5 separate regions of the Mus musculus genome follow, and regions 1, 2, 3 and 4 are each linked to region 5. The links are chromatin contacts, called in public HiChIP or PLAC-seq and promoter capture Hi-C maps. All regions are on one chromosome and are shown on one strand. The core of a region is the stretch at or near the end of the contact, and the rest is flanking DNA. Distances in the headings are between cores, read along the strand shown.

Region 1 (2,700 bases), core at 71-2,570, 1.9 Mb after region 5:
AGAGAAACCCTGCCTTGAAAAAACGAAAGAAAAGAAGCGGTTCTTTAAAGAGTCAGTCTTCCAGTCCCCCAACAACTGGTGCAGGGCCTGTTGCCTGCCTGTGGATCCCGCACCCCTAAATGGACCACCTCATCTTGTCTCAGTGGGAGAGGATGCCCCTAGTCCCACCTAGTGCTGCAGTGCCTTGCAGGATGTGTGTATTGTGTTAGTGTGTGGGGGATGACACCCTGTAGCTCCTTGGTATCTGGCCCAGGCTGGCCTTCTGTTGGCCTCCTCTGTCACTGCATTGGGCTGATTGCTGTCTCCTTCTCATGGAAGTTCATGTCAGACTACACATCCTGAGAGGTCTTTAACTCCCTTTGGGATGACCCTAAAATTCGTGACAACTTGGGTAGGGCCTCCTTCTCTAGCTATGGTGGTAAACAATCTTTTGTTTTATTTCTAGCATGACTGTACAACCTGTTTATTCTAAGGGGGTGAAATCCAGGAAATGGGAGCCCCTTTCATCAGCACCCCAGTCTCTACTGTATTGGGGGACAGATGTATTCTTATAGTCATACTTGAATTTTAAATTGTGACAAATCATATGTCTTCAATATTTTTATTTCCTCTAAACTGAAACTGCCCATGCTCTGGCTAGAACACATGGTCTACATTTAAGGATTTAAAGGATCTAGAACATTCCATGTTGGTAGAGAGCGTGCCTGCCATGTATAAGGCCCTAAATCCAATCTCTAATCGATCTCTTCAGGGTTACCCAGAGTGGGAAAACCATTTAATACACAGTTGCTTATTTTACAAATTTTCAGCACCCAAAGGGACCATCCTGTATCAGCGATATCCTTGGTAACGATTTCCAAGGTGGGAAGATTTCTCACCTAGAGTACTTTCTGCTGTTATTTGTCAAGGCGGACCTCAATCACTTCATCAGCACCTTGCCTGGGACCTAGGTGACTGTGCTTACCTGAGCTCTTTAAAGCAATGAGAGCAGACAGACGCTCCCGACCTTAATCTGCCCTGGCCCAAGGTTTCCGGTCTGTGGCTCAGGGCAGGTGAGTTCCCTGCGCTCCGCAAGGCGCCTGCGGGCGGGAGCGGGTGGAACCGAGGGCGGCGGCTCTGGGCTCGGCTCAGCCGCAGCCATCGCAGCCTCCCGCGCCGCCCGCCTCCCCGAGCCCGGGCGTCCAGCCCCGCAGCTGCGGCCGAGCAGAGGCAGCGCACCGCGGGGATGCGGGGCGGGGGCAGGGCGCGGGGTAGGTGACATTATCCCGCCTCTGTTGCCGGGCCCAGGGGAGCAATGACATCACGTGGCCCTTTCCACGCGCTGACACAAAGAGCGCCTGCGAGAGGCCTCGGCCAGGGAGGCCGGCGGCCGCCGCTGCCTCGCCGGGCCCGGGGGCCCAGCCATCCCAGATCTCCGCTCGCCGTCCGCGTCCTTCCGCCGTCGCCTCCGCCCGCGCCCCCTGCGCACCGCTGAACCCGCCCGCTCGCCCGGGCGCCGGCCTCTTCCCATGCGGGCGGCGCGGGCCCTGGGAGGGGCGCCCGGAGCCAGCCGCGCAGCATGCACTGGGGGGTTGGCTTTGCCTCGTCCAGGCCGTGCGTGGTGGACCTGAGCTGGAACCAGAGCATCTCCTTCTTCGGCTGGTGGGCCGGGTCCGAGGAGCCCTTCTCCTTTTATGGGGACATCATCGCTTTCCCTTTGCAGGATTACGGTGGGATCATGGCAGGGCTGGGCTCGGATCCCTGGTGGAAGAAAACCCTTTATTTGACCGGGGGAGCTTTGCTGGCCGCGGCTGCGTATCTGCTCCACGAACTCCTGGTCATTAGGTGAGCCGGAGAGAGGGCCCCCGAAGCGGGCACTGACCAGGGCAGCTAGCCCGGGTAGGGCTGGCTCAAAGGGGGTTCCGGAACCAGCCCCTAGGTCCCGCCGCCCAAAGGTCCAAGCGTCCTCTCTCATCCTCTAACCCCCTAAGGCGTTTCACGGTCACCTGGCCACTTGTAAGGAGCCATTTAGAGTTGATGGGAGGGTTAAATTGGGAAGGGAAAGAAAGCGTTTTCCTTCCATCATTTCGATGCTAAAAGCAAAGTGCTGTGAGTCACCAGTGTTATGGATATAAACAATCTGCTAAAGCCCATAGGAAGAGTCTAACTGCAATCAGTGCATTCGTAACAATAGAATAAAGCTCTGTAGAAATACTAAGGTACACTTTTATAAACGCCTAATTGGTTTATGGGTAATGATGCTGGAACATTAACTATTAACCTCATCTTTACCTAAAAGGTTAGTTCTCTCTTACTCTTCTTTATAAATGTCAACATTATTAGGAGGCTGCAGTTGCAGAAGCTTGGTGTAACCCTGTTCAGTTTTGATGCAGCCTTAACCTGCTTACCTGCTTATCTGGTGTGGAACTGTAAGCACCTTCAAGCTTAAATACAATCATTCTGCGAGCGGTAGGAGATCTGAGGGCAGCGCTAGCACATGGAGCACTTGGCATAACAGGGAGTCTCCCTGGGCTGTAAACAGTTTCATGGCTGCCTGCCGCAGAATGTGTACAGGGCTGACTTGAAAATTACAATAAATGGATGCCCCTGCTGTTGGGACTGCTAGTCCCATAGATAGATCTTTAGTGGTAGATGCCACTGGGTACTGAGACAGCCTTTGGCTAATGGGCATGTCAATTTTGGGTTAAAATTTCCATGCAT
Region 2 (2,771 bases), core at 120-2,619, 1.7 Mb after region 5:
CCATCACTGGGAATAGAGGCCCCTTGGTATTGCAAACTTTATATGCCCCAGTACAATGGTATGCCAGGGCCAAGAAGTGGGAGTGGGTGGGTAGAGGAGCAGGGCGGGGTGGGGGGTATAGGGAACTTTCCGGATAGCATTTGAAATTTGAAATATATATAAAGAAAAGATCTAATAAAAAAAAAAAGAAAGAAAAACCAGAAAAAAACAAAAAACAAAAACCTGACACAATTTAGGATGCAAATTTTTGCATCTTTTACATAGTCTATTTCAAATTCAATACTAACATATGAAACTTGATATTTATACAGACAAATTTGAAATTTGTATATAGACTTTGGAATTATATCATAACCCAAACTGTTCTTACAGATGCAGCATTTCTTTTTTTCCCTGGAAGAAAATGACCTTCTAAAAGACAATTATGTACCCCATACCTAGTATCTTGACCAGCATGCTTGTATTCCACTGCATTTGTCTAATGAATGGTTCCTATAAACAACATAAAGGAAGAGTTCTCTCCTTTGCCAAGTTTCCCCATGGAAATGAATTAGATTTTTAAGTTAAAAAAAAAAAAAAAAGTGGAAACAACAAACCACAACAACAAACCCAGTCAGCTTTTGGTTCTTAACTGAACTCTTTTAAACTCCAACCCCAGCACACGATCCATTAGGTCACAACTTGTCCCTTGTGAAAGACTGTGGCTCATCAACTAGTGCTTGCAAGAAATTATTTTTTGTTTTTTAAATTTTTTTATTTTTTGTAACAGGAAGAGGGTATCGGATCCCATTACAGATGGTTCTGAGACACCATGTGGTTGCTGGGAATTGAACTGAGGATCTCAGGATGAGTAGTCAGTGTTCTTAACCACTGAGTCATCTCTCCAGCCCCACAACAAAATTTCAAACCAACTGTTTTTACTCAAAAGCAAGGTGTACATTGTTGTAACAGATGATCGGATTGAGCAGAATTACAGGTGTGATGTACAATCTAGTTCAGAAGTGAGAACCACGTGAAATAAAACGTTAAAATCATATAGAGTGAATCTCAGATGCGACTTTAGGTTCCGAGTTGGGTGATGGAACAAGGGAAGCTGTCTTAAAAGGCACCCAGCAAGTGGGACGCAGCTCACTAAAGCCAGCGCCTGCATCCAGGCCCCGTGGCTGGCACTGTAATCAGTTGGCTGCAGGGCGCCATCCCCTCATCCCATCTACACTCCTCCACCATGCTCCAACCTCCAAGCCGCCAAAGGAAAACCCAGATCTGGGTCTGGACTCAAAGTCCCGCCTTCGGCCCACCCAGAACACCAGACCCCGCCCTCGCCCCCGCCCAGGACGCCAAGCCCCGCCTTCTCCGGGTTCCCCTCTGCACAGGCGCAGAAGCTCCTGCGTGTGGAAGCTGCGGCCCGGCGGGCGGGGTGAGTTGGGGCCCAGGCTTTGGGGTCACTGTAACCACTGTGTCTTCGCTTGGGCGACGAGACCTTCCTGTACGTCAACCAGCCTAGAAAGAGAGGTTTCCTAGCCTACCCTCGCGTCCAGATTCACAAAGGCACCAGGCGGCCTCCCGGGCCGAGTGCTGGCGGCAGGGGGGAAGAGCCGGGGTCGGGGAGGGAGCCAGGCCGAGTCTCGTCTTTTTGGTGACCCGGGCATGCAGCGTCCGCTTGTCCCCTCGGGGTCTCCCCTCGCAGCACATCCCGCTCTGCTAACTTGGGGTGCATTCATGGCCTGACGAAGAGCCTAGACACAGCTTTTTGGCGACGCCAAATATTAGGTTAGGGGTCGATCCTATACCTGAGCCCACGTCCGGCTCCCGGACTTCTGCAAGTCACTTTACCTCTATCCAGTTCCAAGTGTAAATTAAGGATGATGATAGTGACGTATCTCAAAGTGCTTGTAAGAGGTTCATAGAATTGAGTGTTTTGAGCCCGGGTATCTAAAAGGAAGATGTTTGCATTTCCTCTTCTCACGCTGGAGAATAGCAGCCCAAAACTTAAAAAAAAATCAAAACAAAAACCAATTTGACAAGGGAAGCTTGTAGCCAGTTGAAAAGTGTGATATTAATTGCGTTAGCCGTACATCCTTTGTTAGAGGTAACGCAAGTGCTAGATAATATTTAAATTAAAAGCTGAAGTTGACGTCTCAGCAGGTCGCCAAACCTGATGGTTCAATCTCCTGGACCCACGAGGTGAAAGAGAGAAGCTACTCTGACCTCACTAATGCAAATCGAAACACTAAACACGTGCACAGCCATACATATAAAATACATCAATAGATTTATGTTTTAAAAGAAAGCTGTAACGTTTGATGTTTGCAAAACCTCAAAAAAAAAAAAAAAAAAGAAAGAAAGAAAAAGCCAGAACATGTTTGTGGTGAAGTCAGGCCTGAAACTTCTGTCCTTTGATGGCTCTGCCTGCAACATTGGCCCTTGTTTGGCATCTTAAAACTTGGAGTTTGGGCATGTTCTGATGTAGTAGTAATTGTTCTATACTCAGCATTATGTTTCATGCCAAAATGACCAGTTACCATACAGTTTCTGTGCTCCAAGTCTCTAATGGGTTCCCCTGAACCCAGATTCATGTTGCTGCTTAGTCCTTGTCTTACCCACCTGAAGAGAGAGACTTTATGGAAGTTATGGGCAAAGTACCCTTTTCCAGTCTAGTCGGGTTGAGTGTTCATAGAATGTACCATGAAATATACAACCATGTGCTGAATCCTGTGAGTCAGTCCTCTTGACTCCTCAGTGCCAGGAGAGACTTGGAGGTTTCCAGACAC
Region 3 (2,700 bases), core at 4-2,503, 1.6 Mb after region 5:
TAAACAAGCGTTCCATTTCATTCCCTGGTTGCTGTCTGCCAGTCCTTGGCTACTAAAGCGCCCCCCACCCCACCCGCTGCGATCAAGAGTCTTTACTTTCCCTCTCTGGTCAGGGATCCTGGGGGTGTGTTGAGGTTAGGGGGGTCAGAGTGGGAGAGTTGTACCTGGGGCCTCAGACTCTAAGAGCCAGCCACAAGGTTTAACTAGGTGTTCTTTCGAGGGTGGGCTCCCCTACCTCTCAACAGACATCAAAATTAATCACCTTGCTCATCCCCTCTCCATCTCCTACACAAACCTACAAGCAAAAGGGGTTTGAGTGGGGATATATTCCCAGATCTAAGAGCCTCCCAAGGACTATCTCTTCGGTGAAATGGAATTAAATTGTTTAAAACAAAAATGTAAGCTTCATATTAGTAAAGAGAAGAGGAGAAAAGTCCTCTCCGTCCTATGACTACAACGAAAATGGTACCTTTGCAAGGAAGGCAAAGACTGAGGTGGGAGCTAGGAGTCTCCATCACCTTGCTGAGGACATCCTGGAGCGCTGAGAAATCACCGGTTCCCAGAGGCCCCCCATACCTACAGACCCTGGCGCACTAAGGTCTGTTCCAGCTTAGCTCTGCCCTCCCGTTAGCCGGCCCCACGTCCAGCTCAGTTATCAGACTTGCTAAGGATAATCAGATAATTCTGTCCTGCAGATTTATCAGGTATCCCTTTTCTCTGCTGCTCGTCTCTACCCCTTTTTCTGGATCAGGGAAATAGGAGGTGAGAGGCAAGGGACGGAGATCCAGAATGGCCCAGTACCTTTTTCTTGGGCCCTGGTTCCCTGCGATCTGACAGGTACTTGCCCAGCTTGAAGGTGCCAGGCACCGGCCCAAGGCGCAAGCCAGCCGGGATGCAGCAGTCAGCGTTCACGCTGGTGGCCGAAGTGCGAGAAGTTCCGTGCATTGTTGCCACCGCCGCCAGGCAGACGCTGGGGCTCGCGGGGTCCTCCACGGGGCGCAAGTGACAGAACCAGGAGCAGCCGCATGCAGAGGAGGGACCCGCACCCCGACGTGCGTCTTCTGTCCGCGGAGTGACGTGGGCGGGCATGCACTGCGCCTTTTCAATCCGGGCGGGCGCCTTTTGGCACTGCGAGCGCAAGGGCGCGGAGTTTGGTGAGAGAGTTGCGCTGTGAAGCAGCTGCAGAGTCCCACCCGAGAGGGTCACATGGAGTGGTTCCCTCAGCCCCCTGCATAATCGAGGCCTCTGAATGGCTAGCACACAATGGTCCAGGCGACCTTCCCATTCCTAAAAATCCAATTTGTCAAGGGCGAAGAAAAGGCGCTGGTGAATCAAAGGTCCGGCGGGACCATTAATCCTCAGCATGGGGTATTGTCCCTGAGACAGTTACGATATTTTAAGTGACAAATCCACTGTATAATTTCTCCATAAATTTTACTTCCTTTTATTGTTCACCGACAAACCAGTTTTGGGAAATAAGTGACTACTTTAAGTCTACTTGGCTGATTCCTTTGAGCCTTGGTCTACTTCAAAGATTCTTAATTCTCTCCCCTTGGCTTTATTGTAAAGGAGATTAAACAAAGGGACGGGGACTGTTTGGAGGACTTGTTAACTTCTATTGATTTCTGGCGTGTGCCATACAGAAATTAGGCAGGTACTTGATGGGAAAACACCAGAAAATACCTACACTTTTTAAATAACGACCATAGTACCATTTCAGGGATTGGGTTCAGGCCAGTCCACAGTTTAGAACCGCTTTAGTTCTTTCCTAGACCTCGATCTACCCCCAAATATGAAACCACCAGAAGTATTTGAGAGGGCGAAAGCCAACTGAGTATTACGTCTCCATCTCCCTGTAGCACTCAGGGTCCACACTTTCTCTGAGAGTAGGAAGCGGCCACAAAGCCAACAGCTTCGTAGGAGATCTGCTCTGCGGATGGAGCTGCAGCGTTGAAGACCTGGGAAGTTCTCCTTCGGGATTATTAATCACGTCTTCCCACCGGCAATCAATTCAAACCTTGTTTTGCTTTAAGTTGAAATGGGGGGGGGGGTGGTTAGAAAGTCCTGACACTAATTTCTCCATAACCAAAAGGATATTGTTTTAAACCTTATTTTTAAAGCAAACCACCACCACCAAAGTCATCTCTCCGTCTCCCAACGGGGAAAGGAGTGCCCTAGAGGGTATTTGGGTCAATCCTGGGCACCTTTCCCCAAACCCCACGCTGCCATTACTGGAGCCACCAAGAAACTCCTGCAGAGGCCCCAATGCTGTGGTGTCCTCACCCCCATCTTGTTCCCACCCCCCACTTCATCCAGTGCTCACAGAAAGTAGAACAGAGGACCCTGAGCAAAGCGCTCACTGCTTCCTCCCTGTGGCCTTGACCAAGAAGTTGCAGTTATCCCGCCAGAACCTGGAGAGGCTCTGGCTACCGGATGTCAGGGGAGCAAAGTAACAACTCTGTTGCAAGTTTGAAGAGGGCCCTTAAAGTCGCTTATTAAGCTGCCCTCTGTTGGAAACTTGTGCTCACAAGACTCGAGATACCTTTTCTGAATTCCTTGGAGCCTGGTTCTCCAGACCTGAAAAGTGGGAATGGTGGATACAAAGGGTTCCTTGCCTCCCTTTCTGCTGTTCACCCCAGTTTGTTGGATAAGTGCAAAGTGCATACCAGTGGCATTATGAAAGTCACAGAATTCGTTGTT
Region 4 (2,700 bases), core at 173-2,672, 1.8 Mb after region 5:
AAGAGAGTTTATTGTGGAGCCACATTTGAATGTCCATGGCACAAGGAACACAGTTATGCCAAATTTCTTTTATAACACGGAAGTGGTTTCATGACATTTTATAGTTTTTAAAGAACAGACAGTCATAAACCAAGGCAGGCTTAAGATACATTGGTGTGTACATCACAGAAGCTACAGCAAGATGGGGACACTTTTTACATCGCTGCAGATGCTATCTGATAACATTCTTAGCTCTTGGGTTGGTGGAAACTGGGAGTCAGCTAAGTTAAAAAGTTCCAAAGGCTGGGGCAGTGGTTAATAGCGCTGGTACCAGAGTTCAATTCCTAGTACCCACATGGCAGCTTACAACTATCTGTAGTCCAGCAACAAGTGATTTGACACCCTCACACAGACATGCACGCAGGCAAAACACCAATACACATAAAATAAAAATAAATAAATCATTTTTTTAAAAGTTCTAAAAGGTTTTTAATCTATTAGTCACAGGATTTAGCTCTAATATGGGGAGGTTGGCAAAGACTGGCAATTCGTGGGTAAAGCTAGGGCCAGATTGGGTAATTAGCCTCTGGACTTGTAAAATTCCAACCTCTCCACATCACTGAAGCTCCAATCAATCTTTGCAGACACAGACTTTTTCCTGGAATTCTCCTTCATAACTCTTTTTAGTTACACTGACATTTCAAGAAAGTCATTTTCCAATATTTAGGTTAAGAATGCTGTGTTTCTTAGAATTTTTGTTTCCTTTTGTAATTAAACTCCTAGTCTGGAAAGTTGACATTTTAGATATATGAACATTGTTCACGCTAAACACCTTTTACCTCCTTTCGGGAGGCCATCTTGGAGTTTAGGTAAGGAAGGACCAGTGGAAACTCTGCTTCTCAGTTACTTTTCCTTAAAGAGTAGCTGAGCGAAGTTGAACTGAGTAAATGTTCCCACCAGGGGGCGCGATGCTAGGAGGTGAACAAGGAGACCTAGCAAACACCCTGCTTCCAGAACTCAGGCTCTGCGACTCAGGCCTGGCACAGTGAGTTCCAAGTTGGCAGGGTTTGACTTGCGGTCCTCTCCGTAGTCTGAAAGAGGCAAAGCGATTCAGCATCCTTCCCAAAGCGGAACTGATTCTTAGAACGCATTTGCTCTTCGAGGGTCTCCTGCCTAAAGTTTACTAAATTCCGTCCATTGTACCGGAACGTTAGGCTCGGCTTTGTGCTGGCTGTACAAATGAAAATGTGTCGGGTATGACACGGGCTTCACACACAAGAGGGTCCAACTCGAGGTGGGTTGGGTTTGCCCTCAACAAAAATGGCGCGGACTCGTCCCGTCGGTAAGATCACATGGTCGTAAGCCTGGCTGAGAATCAGTGTGACTTCAGCCGAAAAGCGGATGTTATTATCATTCACTTCCGGGTGAGAACCACCGGGCGCCATCTTGTCTTGTTCATGAAGAAGTAGAAGCATCGAAAGGTTGGAGAGAATTACAGGAACGGTGGCGACAGCGGTATTCCGGAACCGGAGCGGGTAAGCGACGAGCAGTTTACCCCGGGGGACCTGCCGGAGGACTAAAGTCCTCTGGGTCAGTGTGGCGAACGGAGCGGGACTCAGGCTGCGTACGCTGCTTGGCGCCACCGCCAGAACCTCATTCCGGAGAAGCTCCGGCGTCCGCCCGAGAGAGTGAGCGAGAGAGCCGCTGTCGCCCGAAGGGAACCGCCTTTGGCTAAGGAGAGGGCTCACGACCCATTCTTCGAACTAAGAGTTTCCTTTGAGAAGGCAAGGGACTAATTGTTGGGCGCCTGAGCGGCCGTTAAGCAGTGCGCGTGCGCAGTGGGAACCCTTGAGGGGCAGGGAGTGTGGAGGGGCGGAGGCGGCGGGGGCCGGGATCTGGAACTTCGACTCTGCGACTCGCACTACGCAGGCGCAACCGCTTTCTGCTGCGTCCTAGACAAGTATCATTTAGTTGCTTAGTTTTGGTGTTTTTACCCAGTGATGGGTATTATGTGTTAAGCATCACTGAGGAAACAAGTAGTATCCTATATTTCAGTTGTTTCGTAGTTTTGTGGATAATAGTGTCATCTTAACAAAACTGGGCACTGAGCAAATTTTGACTGTGCTTGATTAAATTAGCAGTCTTTAATACTTCATTTACCTTTTCTCTTCCTAACCCTAGATAAAACAAAAACAATCTTGGATTTTTTTTTTTTTTTGAGTACATCCAGCTAAAACCAAACCAGAACAGTAAAGACTTTATTTGTGGGGTGGTTTTCTAAAGCATCAGGGGAGACGTAATGAGTTCTCGGATATTCTTAAGACACACAATTTAAAACATAAGTAAGCTTTATATTTAAGGACTTTTTTGAGCCTCATTATATGATCCTGGCTGGCCTGGAACTCCTGCCTTCGCTCATGAATGCTGGAATTAAATGTATTCACTACCACATCAAGCCCTAGAACTTAATTTAATTATAGAAAAATTAAACAGCTAGTGTATAACCACGTGTTTTATTTTCTCAGTAACATATACTTCCATGACACGTTTTTTTGTTTTTTTTTACTATTAATGGAACAATGTTGTTACATTATTAATTGAGGGCATGCTCCTATTTCCTTAGTTAAAGAAAAAAATCATTTTTAAAAAAAGATAGTATTTTTCTGTGGAGATCCCCTGGAACTGAAGTTACAGATGGTTGTGAGTTGCCATGAGGTGCTG
Region 5 (2,700 bases), core at 123-2,622:
TAACATGGCCAAACCCATTCGTTTTTCATTAATACTTGATTTTTTAAATGTTTTATGATGTTCATAAAACTTGATATCTTATGAAAACATCTGACCATCAAAGTTATGAATGGATACACATATAATTTATATTTTCATACCAAAGTCTAGTATTTCCCCTTTCCCCTTTGTATCTTTTCTCTATCTGGATTTTATTTTTGTGAATAATAGCAGATAATTTTCCTCCTTTGTGGATAGATGCTGCTCCAGAGGCATGGATGCATATTTGCAATAGATCCTTATCAACTCAGGCTCAATCCTGCTTTGCATTTTCTCAATATCTTTCGACACTCCAGTCTACAATAGTCTTGCTAAACTAAACAATGTATTGCATTTCTTGATGAATGCCAGAACCTTGTCACTAGTTTTCCACAAGTCACATTGTATGTTTTTCCCCCTAAATTGTATACCTCTTACACAAATAACACCATTCAAAATACCGTTTCATCTTCAACAGATTTTCTATTTTAACCTGGAGTTTAGTTGAACCTTGATAGGAAGAAACTTACCTTGTGCTGCTGGCTATGAGTGCATGCATTTGAACATTCAAAATATATTAGTCAACCTGAGTTTTTAACTGCTTAGCTTTGCTCTTATCATTTTATAAGATACTAGTGGTTTTCTGGGGTTGCTGGTAACAGCGAAGTTAATCAAGCACTTTGTATCGAGTGTGGCCTGGTATTGTTTTTTGGGGGGCTAGGTGGCAAGAATCAGCCCCTTCCCTTGACAGGGTTCTAAAGGAAAGGGAGACACAAGTACTCTAAGTACTCTGTGCTTTTTACTTCCTCCAGACATCCTTGTGCCCAAATAAATATGTTATCAGTGGTTTTTCGGAAGTGAACCCCTGTCCTAACATCGAATGCTGTCAGGATATCAAAGCCAGAAAACCTATGCGTTTATGCAGCATAGTTCTCTGGTAACTTCTAGAACCTTGCGGGCCTTGCTGCTTGGTTACCGCACAGAGCCAGGTGGGACCCGAGCTCGCCATCAGGTCCCGGGGTGGTCGTATCCACTTGGTGTAGGTGACCTCGCCAGGCCACATAAGAGTTCACAGGGAGCATTCAGAGGTCTCCACAGCTGCCTTCGCGCGCGTGCCACTCGCTGGGCCGCGGGATGCGAGTTGCAGGTCGCGCGTTGGGCGATGGACAAGCTTGGAGCACGCTCCCAGAGCCTTCTGTCCCCGGCCCGCCCCCGGCCCGCCTCGGCCCGCCCCCGGCCCGCCTCGGCCCGCCCCCCGGCCCGCCCCCCGGCCCCGCCCCCGCCCGGCCCGCCCAGCTCCGCACCGCAAGCACCCGGACTGCACTTCCCAGAGGCCTGAGCGGCGCGGCCTTGCGCGCCCTCGAGCTTGGCACCGCCCAGGCCGCGAGACCGCGCCCCAACCTGGCCGCCGGGCGCGCGCCTGGCTGAAGAACCTTTTTAAGTGGGGGCGGAGGCCGGATTGCGATTGCGATCGCGATGGCGAACCTGGGCTACCTGCTGTGCTTGTTGGGTTTGCTACTATGCGGGCTTTCAAGTCCCGGGATGTCCAGACCCTACAACCATGGCTCCGAGAGGCCCATCATCGGTAAGGAGGCTTGGGGCAGGTGTTGCGGACCGGTAGTCTGCGAGGCGCTCTGTTTCTCAGCGGTGCAGACCCCGCGGCGCGCTTCTCATCAATGGGACCTTATGCTGATGTCCTTCTAGAGACCTCTGCATCTGGAGGATCGGGATCCCAATGAAGGCTCAGCTCTTCGCTACTACTTGGCACCCAAAGCAGCTAGAGGCGGTCCCGTAACTTTTAGGAACCACAGTTGAGGCAAACCCAGGATTTGAGGTTTCCGTGCGGGAAAAGAATTTTAAGGACAGTCAGTGTGAACCAAGCTAGGATGTATCAGAAGTAGGAAGAGAAGAGCTCAAGTTAAGAAGGAAGCAGAGGAGAAATCGTGCTGTGGGTTTCTCAGAGAAGACTCCACCTCGGCTGACCTAGTGCTCAATTTCGTAGTTCAAGAAGTTTCCAGAGGATCTCACTCTTTATTCCTGTTCTCGTAGTCCATAATGATAATTAAGATTATAGGACGGCTGCAGAGGTGCCTTGAATAAGATAAGAGCAAGGAGCTACTAGTGTTGCACAAGGGGTTAGTATGTGTCTTTTACTGTACATGAAGTTTCCAGTGAAATATCAGAGGAAATAACAGAGAAGGGAGAAAGACCTTAAAAATGTTAGTTTACTCTTGAGTGTTAACTGGTGAGAGGATTTAGTCAGATTTCAGGGTGATGGGTGCTTTTCCTGACCTGTGTTTCCACCATTTTCCCTGCCTTTCCAATCCCAGAAATTCTGCACACAGGTAAAACTTACGTTTCTTTGCTCCAGGACATACATGAAGATACAACACACACACACACACACACACACACACACACACATACACACACACATGAAATAGGTAAGAAACTAAAGTGTGTCCTGGACTTGGACTTTGCCATTTTTAGCATCAAGTATCAACATCGACTTTGAGGATTTGAATATTCATTTTATCTCAGCCAAATCGTGACATTGTTTCTGTCTGGCATATTTATGTTTCAATCAGGGTAAAACTGGTTTGCATTCATGTCAGACATTTGATAGCATCCAAGGAGAAATCAGCCTGTAGTTAAAGTTGACAAAAGAAATTTATAGGTAGA

Evidence for each region. Promoter capture Hi-C pulls out the DNA fragments that hold promoters and counts their contacts. HiChIP or PLAC-seq counts read pairs in DNA pulled down with a chosen protein or histone mark. Capture Hi-C pulls out chosen DNA fragments and counts their contacts.
Region 1: a contact with region 5 is called in an HNF4G HiChIP or PLAC-seq map of pancreatic cancer cells. The contact joins the promoter of Faxc here to the promoter of Ggh in region 5. A contact is called at or near these places in 2 of 39 promoter capture datasets (cranial neural crest and hippocampal neurons) and 2 of 115 datasets of contacts at active chromatin or transcription factors (pancreatic cancer cells and stem cell-derived neural progenitor cells).
Region 2: a promoter capture Hi-C map of liver shows a contact between it and region 5, with 5 times the contacts expected there. The contact joins the promoter of Usp45 here to the promoter of Ggh in region 5. A contact is called at or near these places in 6 of 39 promoter capture datasets (the 3T3-L1 cell line, cranial neural crest, hippocampal neurons and 2 more), 2 of 115 datasets of contacts at active chromatin or transcription factors (astrocytes and stem cell-derived neural progenitor cells) and 2 of 9 other capture datasets (adipose tissue and liver).
Region 3: a contact with region 5 is called in a promoter capture Hi-C map of embryonic stem cells, with 3 times the contacts expected there. The contact joins the promoter of Prdm13 here to the promoter of Ggh in region 5. A contact is called at or near these places in 7 of 39 promoter capture datasets (3T3-L1-derived adipocytes, cranial neural crest, embryonic stem cells and 4 more), 2 of 115 datasets of contacts at active chromatin or transcription factors (embryonic forebrain and stem cell-derived neural progenitor cells) and 1 of 9 other capture datasets (embryonic stem cells).
Region 4: a promoter capture Hi-C map of pre-B cells shows a contact between it and region 5. The contact joins the promoter of Pnisr here to the promoter of Ggh in region 5. A contact is called at or near these places in 5 of 39 promoter capture datasets (the 3T3-L1 cell line, cranial neural crest, hippocampal neurons and 2 more), 2 of 484 Hi-C or Micro-C datasets (B cells and CD4 T cells), 5 of 115 datasets of contacts at active chromatin or transcription factors (astrocytes, double positive thymocytes, large pre-B cells and 2 more) and 2 of 9 other capture datasets (adipose tissue and liver).

Annotation. Positions count from the first base shown.
Region 1 is chr4:21,930,006-21,932,705 of GRCm38.p6, forward strand. It overlaps Faxc (failed axon connections homolog), which reads left to right and starts at 1,321. Exons shown (of 6, transcript NM_175234.4): 1 at 1,321-1,824. The coding sequence starts at 1,559.
Region 2 is chr4:21,774,901-21,777,671 of GRCm38.p6, forward strand. It overlaps Usp45 (ubiquitin specific petidase 45), which reads left to right and starts at 1,370. Exons shown (of 18, transcript NM_152825.2): 1 at 1,370-1,417.
Region 3 is chr4:21,684,710-21,687,409 of GRCm38.p6, forward strand. It overlaps Prdm13 (PR domain containing 13), which reads right to left and starts at 1,254. Exons shown (of 4, transcript NM_001080771.1): 1 at 802-1,254. The coding sequence starts at 1,089.
Region 4 is chr4:21,846,626-21,849,325 of GRCm38.p6, forward strand. It overlaps Pnisr (PNN interacting serine/arginine-rich), which reads left to right and starts at 1,423. Exons shown (of 11, transcript NM_001369189.1): 1 at 1,423-1,514. It overlaps 4930528A17Rik (RIKEN cDNA 4930528A17 gene), which reads right to left and starts at 1,823. Exons shown (of 1, transcript NR_028384.1): 1 at 1-1,823.
Region 5 is chr4:20,040,680-20,043,379 of GRCm38.p6, forward strand. It overlaps Ggh (gamma-glutamyl hydrolase), which reads left to right and starts at 1,373. Exons shown (of 9, transcript NM_010281.2): 1 at 1,373-1,603. The coding sequence starts at 1,495. 4930598A11Rik (a long non-coding RNA gene) reads right to left here and starts at 1,225. Exons shown (of 2, transcript XR_881147.2): 1 at 549-1,225.